Regions from separate parts of the Danio rerio genome. Here all the other regions are linked to region 2. A link is a contact called in public HiCAR-type and Micro-C data. All regions are on one chromosome and are shown on one strand. Each heading gives the region's core, a stretch centred on a gene start, on an enhancer-like site or on the middle of the called end of the contact. The rest is flanking DNA. Distances are from core to core; before and after follow the strand shown. Region 1 has its middle 22 kb from the start of calca. Region 2 holds the start of sox6 (SRY-box transcription factor 6). Region 3 has its middle 170 kb from the start of calca.

Evidence for each region. Hi-C and Micro-C count contacts between places; a contact is called where the count stands out from the background. HiCAR-type assays count read pairs that join an accessible place to other places.
Region 1: a contact with region 2 is called in a Micro-C map of caudal fin, with 8 times the contacts expected there. The contact joins the enhancer-like site here to the promoter of sox6 in region 2. A contact is called at or near these places in 4 of 18 Hi-C or Micro-C datasets (caudal fin, hematopoietic stem cells, skeletal muscle and 1 more) and 1 of 4 datasets of contacts at active chromatin or transcription factors (caudal fin).
Region 3: a HiCAR-type map of caudal fin shows a contact between it and region 2, with 12 times the contacts expected there. The contact joins the enhancer-like site here to the promoter of sox6 in region 2. A contact is called at or near these places in 8 of 18 Hi-C or Micro-C datasets (caudal fin, embryo, fibroblasts and 2 more) and 2 of 4 datasets of contacts at active chromatin or transcription factors (caudal fin and embryo).

Annotation. Positions count from the first base shown.
Region 1 is chr7:27,686,275-27,689,343 of GRCz12tu, forward strand. It overlaps a transcript of cyp2r1 not described here. Among named protein-coding and RNA genes, the nearest start is that of calca, 22 kb to the right of the region's middle. Within about 2 kb of position 1,572, at least 3 of the 62 cell types and tissues checked have an H3K27ac peak or open chromatin away from gene starts, as enhancers often do.
Region 2 is chr7:27,274,011-27,276,939 of GRCz12tu, forward strand. sox6 (SRY-box transcription factor 6) reads left to right here and starts at 1,362. Exons shown (of 18, transcript NM_001123009.2): 1 at 1,362-1,728.
Region 3 is chr7:27,536,976-27,539,990 of GRCz12tu, forward strand. It overlaps a transcript of cyp2r1 not described here. Among named protein-coding and RNA genes, the nearest start is that of calca, 170 kb to the right of the region's middle. Within about 2 kb of position 1,731, at least 3 of the 62 cell types and tissues checked have an H3K27ac peak or open chromatin away from gene starts, as enhancers often do.

The DNA of each region.
Region 1 (3,069 bases), core at 322-2,821, 410 kb after region 2:
TATATTTATTACCACCTCTGAGGAATTTGGGGGATGCAAGTCACTGGCATTGCTTTTTTAGGGGTCGTGGGCTGAAAAGTTTTTAAAACCCCTGCTGTAGATAATCAAAAAAAAAAAAAAAAAAAAAAAAAGCTTAAGCGAGCTATAATATTGACATTAAAATGTTTTTTTAAACATTTTTTAAAAAATGCCTCTATTCTAGCCACAATAAATAAAGACTTTCACCAAAAGAAGAAAAACTGAAAATTCCTTGCTCTGTAAAACATAATTTGGGAAATATATATAAAAAAAGAAAAAACATCACGGAAGAGCTAATAATTGATTCAACCGTATATACGCAAATAGGGGTTTGAGTTGAATGTTAATTATTTGCTTGTTTTTAAGTCTGATAACATTTGATTCAAATACAAGTATTTTTATTTATTTATTTACTTTTTTTACAGAAGATAGATCAAAATAGCAAATGTTTAAGTTTGTTGTGATTGAAAATCACATTAAAAAATACCTTATTTCCAGTAGTATTATATTGGGGCGTCACGTTGGCGCAGTGGGTAGCGATGTTGTCTCAACCAGAAGGTTGCTGGTAAACCGGCCACAGCTGGGTTAGTTGACATTTCTGTGTGGAGTTTCCATGTTCTCCCTGTGTTTTCTCCGGGTTCTCTGGTTTCCCCCACAATCCAAAGACATGCGGTACAGGTGAATTGAATAAGCCAAATTGGCTGTAGTGTATGTGTGGGTGTGAATACAAGAGTATATTGGTGTTTCCCATTGCTAGGTTGTGGCTGGAATGGCATCCTCTGCGTAAAACACATGCTGGATAAGTTGGCAGTTCATTCCGCTGTGGCGACCCCTCATTAATAAAGGGACTAAGCTAAAAAATTAATGAATGAATATTATGTTGTCAAAAATGTAAATGTTTTATTTTATGCAAAACAATTATTTAAATTAAAACATTTCTATTTTAAATGTGGAAGAAATGTCATCATAAGTTCACAAAATAAACTTAATATTTAACTCGAGAGAATTCAAACATTGATAAAAAATGTTTTTACATTCAAAAACAATTGTAAGAAATTGTATAAATGTAATATTTAGATTACAAAATCCAGTAAGAGCCTCAGATCCTAATGAAAGCTCTTTTGTTTGCATTTCACCAATTAAATACAAAGAACATTGTAACTACATTTTCTATGAATACAAAATCATAACCAATGACCTATGTAGACATAAAAATATGCAGTCAGAAAATATATCATTGTAAATGTGTGCATTTATGTTAGATATAAAATTGTATTCTTTAAACTTAGCTATATAAATAAGCAAAAATACATAAATAAAAAAAGATTCGAATTATGTGTAAAAGGCAAGTAATAGCTGAGCATCACATCTTTATAAAAGTTCTTTGTTGTTTGTATTCACACACAGGTGTTCTGGAAAAAATCCGTCTGTTTAACTCCACGCCTGCTGATCACATAGGCTAATATTGTCCAAACTGCCATCTATATGGCCACCTATTCCTCAAACATATCCTATAGCACTGATTGGACCTTCGGTGTTTAGAACAAGTGAGTCTTTGTAAGACGACATAAAGCACACCTCTGTGTCTGTGTGACGGTGCTAAGAACTGCCTCTGCTAGCCTCTGGTGCTAGTTAGCCATGTCTCTTCACGCAGGCCTGTTCCTCCAGAGACAGTGCAGGTTTGATGTTAAAAGTCTGGCTGGAAGACAATACTATGAGCATGTGATCTTTGTGGCTCTTTGGTCTCTTGCAGTCCGAGGGAAGGTGAATCACGCAAGGCCTCTTCGTTGCTAATGATCTTTCACAAAAACCGCTGTCAGATTTTAATCAGAACTTTTCCTTGAGCGTGATTTTCTCTGATTCATTTCAGAATCACTTTGAGTCTTATCTGGGAGCCTGTCCACTTGTATGATCAGTGAGCTACAGTATGTCAACATTAGCCCTTGCGCAGAAATATCAGATTAGCTTTAATATTAGAGATGCAAATGCTACAGGCCACTGGTCAAAGCAGCACAATCAAATCATTATCAGCAGGCATCATGTGATGAAATATGCTTTAGAAACTTACCTCTGGAGCAGCAGGAGATTCTCTGCAGAACCTCACTGTCCACTACAATGATGGAAATGTGCACACATAAGCCAAGAACGTATTTTTCTTGGTCTGGCGCACCTATTATTTTAATACAGACATTACTGGTTATGTTTTGTTTGCTCACAAAACATATGAAAAATAAATTTACCTAAAAACAAAACAAACTAATTTTATAGAAGTAAAGAGCTGAAGGACTAATCATTTGTCAGTATGGATGATCATAAAATGTGGAGCCAGCCATATGACCTGTGGATATTTGTAGAAATGTATCATATTTTCATATTAAACTAAAAATCTCAATATTTTTACTCCATTATTAACATATTATCAATAACTATATTTTATATACTGTATTGAAATTGTTAAAGGTGAGGTGGGATAATTTTATTTATTTAATTTCTATAATCTCTGTCTTTAACAGCCTATTACAAAGACCAGATTAGCAGAAAAGTTTGACGCATTTGCTTTATCCCTTTATCTGCCTCACCAAGAAAAAAATGTTTGGATTGTATTTCTTAATTCCTAATTAACACACTTAATGCATTTTTTTCAACACATCTTATAATTTCTAAAATATCTAATGGTTGATATGTCGGTTTAAAATCAGAAAGTATGAAGTGTAAGACCAATGTATTTTTTTAAAAATAATGAAAATAATACATGATTGAATACTAAATCCTCTTGATTTTTTAAGTATGGCATAAAATATTTCAGATACTCATTTAACATATTTTGTTGTTTTTACAATAAAACCAAAATCAAGTGTAGTAGTGCAAAAGGATTGTGTTTGTTTGACTTTTTTAAAAAAGCAACAATGCTGTGTAGTATAAACCATTATTTAAAACGGTCATTCTTTACATTAAAAAACATTATTTGAAACCATTATTCAAAATATGGTCAACCATTTGGTAGAGCAGGCAATTATTTGTATTGTAGGAAAGTACATACTATACTGCTTT
Region 2 (2,929 bases), core at 112-2,611:
TTTTAATTATATAACATTTTTTATCAGTGTAAAGGAAAGGCTATCTCAACAAGGGATCAAACAGAGTTATTAAATAAATGCGTTTTATTTTATTTAAATGTAATGTTTTAGGCAATACGCATAAATCAAGTACAGACACCGTAAAACAATTGAGAATATTTCAAAATCGCTTACCTGAGTTCTAATAGTGTTATCCAATAATAATGCTTGTCTTCGTGAATTTAAATTAGATTGCAATTTTAGGTGTTATATAAATATATTTAAAATGATAAATTACAATTAACAATATAAATTATTAACCTTTTTATTCAGAGAGATACATGAAGTGGAGAGTTTAAATGCTGCTCTTGAGGCTCCATCTCTGTCGATATATTGATTAAATAATTTGATGTAATAACTGAACAATCATACAAAATGTTACACTGTTTCAGCAGATTTTTCATTCGGCTTTGTAGAATGACCTGAGATGGCCTTTGGTTGCTGGCACAAATCTGACACCAGTAGCTAGTTCCAGGTGTAAAGCATTGTTTTACCATTTTTGAAGCAAAGACGCTTTGCATGAATGGACGCAATATGCATTCTTTCAGCCGAACTGCGTAAACAATTATTTAATTTCTTAGCGTGAAAGCATGTATGGAATATATTTTTTTCCTCTGAAGTGAGGTTTGGTTTACCCCAGGTAACGTGAAATTCCATTAAATGCTTGAATAGGGCAAATGTTTATCAGCAGAACTGAAGTTTGTCTGTAGCCTTTTATACGGTCTAATTTGTACATACAAAGTCTAAATAAAAGTAAGAGCTTTGCCGTCGCCTAATTATTCAAAGTTATCCTCAAAAGTAGGCTAAGTCAATAAAAGAAATGCCTATACATTTAATATCTTTCATGCCAGGTTAGCCAAATTCTGTATTTTTAATTGTATTTTATAGCATTATTTATATAGCCTACATTTTTTTCTGCGCCAGTTCTTAATATGATTGTGTTTAAAATGCAAAAAAATCTTTTAAATGACGCATAACCTTTACAAATGACGCGTAGATGTGTGCAAATGTGTTTTTTACATTAAATATTACCTAACAGTATACAAACAAATGATAAAAATATCGATATTTTAAATATTAACCTATATTCAACCTAAACATAACCTATATAATTTAGATTAATCTGGCTCCTGATTTAAAAAAAACTATTACCTGAGCTTTGACTTTCCCCCCAATCTCCACTATTCTACTCCACCCCGTTAAAGACTCTCTCTCTCTCTCTCTCTCTCTCTCTCTCTCTCTCTCTCTCTCTCTCTCTCTCTCTCTCTCTCTCTCTCTCTCTCGTGTTGTCTGGGAGGGGGAGCCCTGCCTCTTTCCTCAGATCAATGCCCTGGCCACTCACTTTCTGATGTTGCACGACGGGAAATGCTTTGAATACTTGCGACATGGCCGCTTGCATTGATTGCCAAGATTGACAGCAGTAACCATCGTCTTCTGTCGCTTCTGTTTTAGAGTAGAGAGGGAAAACGCGATAAATATACTTACAACTGCTCTCAGCAGTTTTGACAGTTCAACTTCATACAGCCAAAGCGGGATTCCCTCTACGGTCAGTGGAAGCGATACACTTCAGTTTTTTTTTTCTTTCTTTGCTACTACACATCAGTGTTCATTATTTTTAACCTGTTTTAAAACCAATCACGGGATACGGCGAAGACGAGGGCTTATTTTGGTACCCTGCCTCACATCAAGGTAAACTTTTATCATTGGTAACCTGTCGTCCGTGATTTCGTGGCTTGCCGTCATGTTGTGTTTACCGTCATTTCTCCTCGTAACACCGCAGCTAGTGTGTTTATACATTCACATTAACTTACAGAAGCGTTACAGTAAAATCCAAACTATATTTTAAACGTTTTGCATGTCCAGGATTGATTTTTGTTTTTACGGCGGTTTTCAGCGAAGAGTGACGCGTGAGACTCCGGTTGACAGAAGAGAGATTTAAAGCTTATTTCACCAAAAAACTGCAACAGATATTGACGACAAACATTAAAAAGTTAAAAAGGCTGTATGGAAGTTGTTATTGTGTGTATTCTCAGCTGTGATAATGTTTTGTTTGTACTTCATTGTCCGCTGCTGAACTGTTGTGGTAGATTCACAAACGCACGCGCCAAGCGGAAACAATGATGCGCAGGTCTGATTGCTAACAATGTCCTTATGATCTTTATTGCGTAAACATACAGATATTTAACTAGTTGTTTTTTCTGACTAATAGACAGCCGGTAGTTGTCATCCGGACTGCTGATAAACTACCTATACGGGAGGTAATTTCACATGTGTCCACAGAGCGGTACTATTCATTGACAATAACGGGAGACGCGCTGTAAGAATCCGACTGGACTTCTTTTGGACTTTCTCTCTATTAAACATTGAAATCCTTTGTGTATTTATGATCGGACTATTCTTCTAACCGTATGTGAATGTTAAGCTGGTAGCTTATAATGAAAACAAACAAACAAATATATGCGTAAAAGCAAAATAGTTCTCTGCGAGCATGGGAATTGTTTCTCAACTTTCGCCCGGGGTCAAGCATATTGACCTTTGAAGAATGCATAAGCCATAAATTAAAATGATGTCCTCATCCAAAGCTGATCCATTAGAGACAATAAGCAACTTGGACAAGCAAGACTCCTTTTAGTCTCCCAGCTTGAAAATACGGTGCCTTTTAACAGCATTCAGACTGAAAGTAAGTGAACTCCGGAAAATAATGCTTATTTAATTTTTTTTTCCCGAAAGCGTGTTTATCATTTGGGGATTATATCGCTTAGCCTATATTTTTTCTTTGCGTATTCATTTTAGTACAAAATGAAAAGGTTTAAAACTCCAAGCAACCAAACTGTTGTTTTATGTTGCCTTCATTGTTAAATCAATTTTAATATTTAATTATTAATTCTAC
Region 3 (3,015 bases), core at 481-2,980, 260 kb after region 2:
AATGAGCCACAGTTTAGTGCCATCTACTGGAAAATAACTGCCCTGCACCTCATTTAACCATCGTCTATCATGGCTTTGCAGACAGAACATCACTTACTATTTCTATAATCATTGTTATAATGTCATAATCATTCAGAATATAGTTACATGCTTTAATCCAGTTAACAGTCTTAAACTAAACGTCAATTGTAAGTAGCACAATGCTATGACCATTTGTTTAGTCAAGAATATGTTGTAGGTTTGTGTGTTTGTGGTTTAACTTATAAACCTTCAATCAGAGTAATGTACACAAAAATATATTCACACACACATGCTGTCAGCTTTCACGCAAATATACGAGTATGAAACATGGCCTGTGTGCTGGGAGTCATTTTCCATTATTTCTTATTCTATATCTGTAATTACATTTGCATAAATTCTCAACTATTGTAAATAATTGACTTTTGGTGAATAACACCCTGTCCAGCTTTATTTGGTAATGAAATGCATCTGCATTTGCATTGAACTACCTACCATAATTGGACCACCTAAAAGCATGTGCGATACCTAATGTCAGAATCAGCTAATTAATGTATCTAGCGAAGGCTGCTTTGCAGTTTTGATTGTTTTGTCACGTAAGCAGGTTGAGCTGCGCATAATGCGCCAAAGACCTCTGCCTGACTTTATGATTTTTCGCTGAATATAAAACACATATTTGTAACACTTGCCTCATCTGCCCGTTTGAGTGAAGAGGCGCAAATCTAGTCTGAGATGGAGCAGGGGAGAGAGATGTTTCCTCCGGTGGCGGATGCGATGAGAGATGGATGGGGAAGTGGAAGTGTGCGTATGTGCTCCCTTCTCTCCATCTGACGCGGAGTGCAATCATGATTACTCACGGAGTGACAGTTTAAGAAAAACCCTGTCCTCTTGTCTCAGCGTGCTTTAAAAATACTCTTCATTATTTGCAGCCACTTTCAGTTTTAATAGCGTGAACACCATTGCCGATCCATATTTCTTTCTTCGGGGTCAGCAATGATCATTTAGATTGCGTCGAGACGCGTCAAAGCAGACGGCATGTTTTTATAGGAGTGCAGAAAAGACGAAGTGTGCTATATGTGAATTAGACGCTGTCTATCTGTTTATAATCCCTTGTAGAAATGCTAAACAAGGACTATTAACATTTAATTATCTCATGGCTTAGTTAAAGCAAATTCCTGTGGATTTATTATTGCTTCTGATTCCGATTTTTGTGCAGTTCTTCCATTCAAAGCTTCAGAAACTTGTCCGTATAAGTGATCTTCACCTGTTCTCCACATCAAAACCTCTCTTCACATCTTCTTGTTTGAAATCCGTTGTGCGTTTTAATATTTTAAGGATGGAACCTTGGACGTCAATAAATTACTTATAATTGGCTTTCATGTTTACGGCGGCGGTTTTCTTAGATTCCTGTGTTATTTTGTGCCATTATGCATTCTGCTCAGCATTATGGATTTTTCCGTAAGCTTAGTTCGCGCAGCGGTAGAGACGCTGAGTAAAAGCGAACACAAACCCCATTTAGCATTGTGCTGGGTGATTCCTGATGGGCCCGCGTGTCCAGCGAACTCTCCGTAGGGCTGCTTTCTATTCCAACTGCCTGAAGGCTGTTTTCCATAGACATATTAATGAGAGCGTCTCCACATCTACCGTCCAGCGCTGCAGTGAGGAAGGGGATGGGCCAGTGTGTGTGTGTGTGAGGGTGCATGGTCCTATTTGCACTATACCTATACTAATCTCACAGCCTTGATCAGGGTACAGTAAATAAACCCCCAAGGCCTCTATTGATCAGCCTTGAATTTGTTTTTCTCCGAACGTGGCATCTAGTTAGTTATTACAGATGTTACTCTGCGTCAATGAATTATTTCATCAAAACAGGTATGCTGCATTAACTATTTATTTGGAAGTAAACTCTCTTTCAGAGCAAAGTGTCCAGGTTGCCACACACACTCTTTTGTGTGTGTGCGTGGCAGCGCTCAGTGGAGGTCGTGGGTCAATATGGACCTTGTTGGATGCCGAGCTCCGATGGTGTTCTCCGCGCTGAGCCGGGATTGTAGCAGTAGGTTACAAACTTCAATCTCTGCAAAAGCAGTGTGCTTTCATTATTTATGGGCGGCAAACAACATGGGGGGCGGAAGAATGAGGTGTCAGGAGTTGAGGGGCTTGTACGTCTTGTTTTGTTGCAGTTATAACAGGTGCAGTAGTGTAATGTTAATTATTCACCTTTGAGCAACTATGTCTTGCATCCTGTCGGGTAAATCCTAGATTTCAATGTCATGCATTTTTTAAGGCTTATTATAGCATCCTGAGTAGATCGCAGTGATGAAAAATTGATACGTACAGTTCGTGTCTTTTGTTCTGTACAGTTTTTAACATGAATAAGACAAAAGAGACCTCCATGTGAAAACAAAACAGTAGCAGATTTGATTTGATGTTTATTAATCTGTCTTTCTGTTTTCTCTTTTATTTGTTTGAGTTGAGTTTTTCAGCCATCCCAGAGGCATCCTCGGGTTGTCCCACTTGTTCATTAATTGCTTCAGTGTCCCTGAGCACAATGGAAAGGTAAAGGATGCTATTACGATGTTCATCTGGATCTTGGTTTAGTACAGAGGAAGTCTCTTCCTTTATCGTTTTCAACTTCATTTTCCTGTCTTGATAAAATGGGGCGTCCCGTAATGTGTCCAGTTGTTGGTTTTAGGCTGGGAATCTCTCTGCTGGGAGTGATTAAAACATAAAGACAGACGTTGGGCTCTGATGCTTACCTCAGCAGTTATAGTGTGTAAATGGCTGACCTCTTTTTGAAGGGGGTCATCATTGTTACCAGAGGATTCTTGGTTTTCAGACTGCGTCCTCCAGAAAAACACACTCTGAAAGGAGAAAATGCATAGCTGCATTTCATTACATGAACTGTGTATGAAAATGTGTTTTATTCAGTCTACATTTTTTTTTTGTTAAATCGCTCTGTTCTAAGACTTGACAGAGTAAGTATAGCAAATAAAGTAT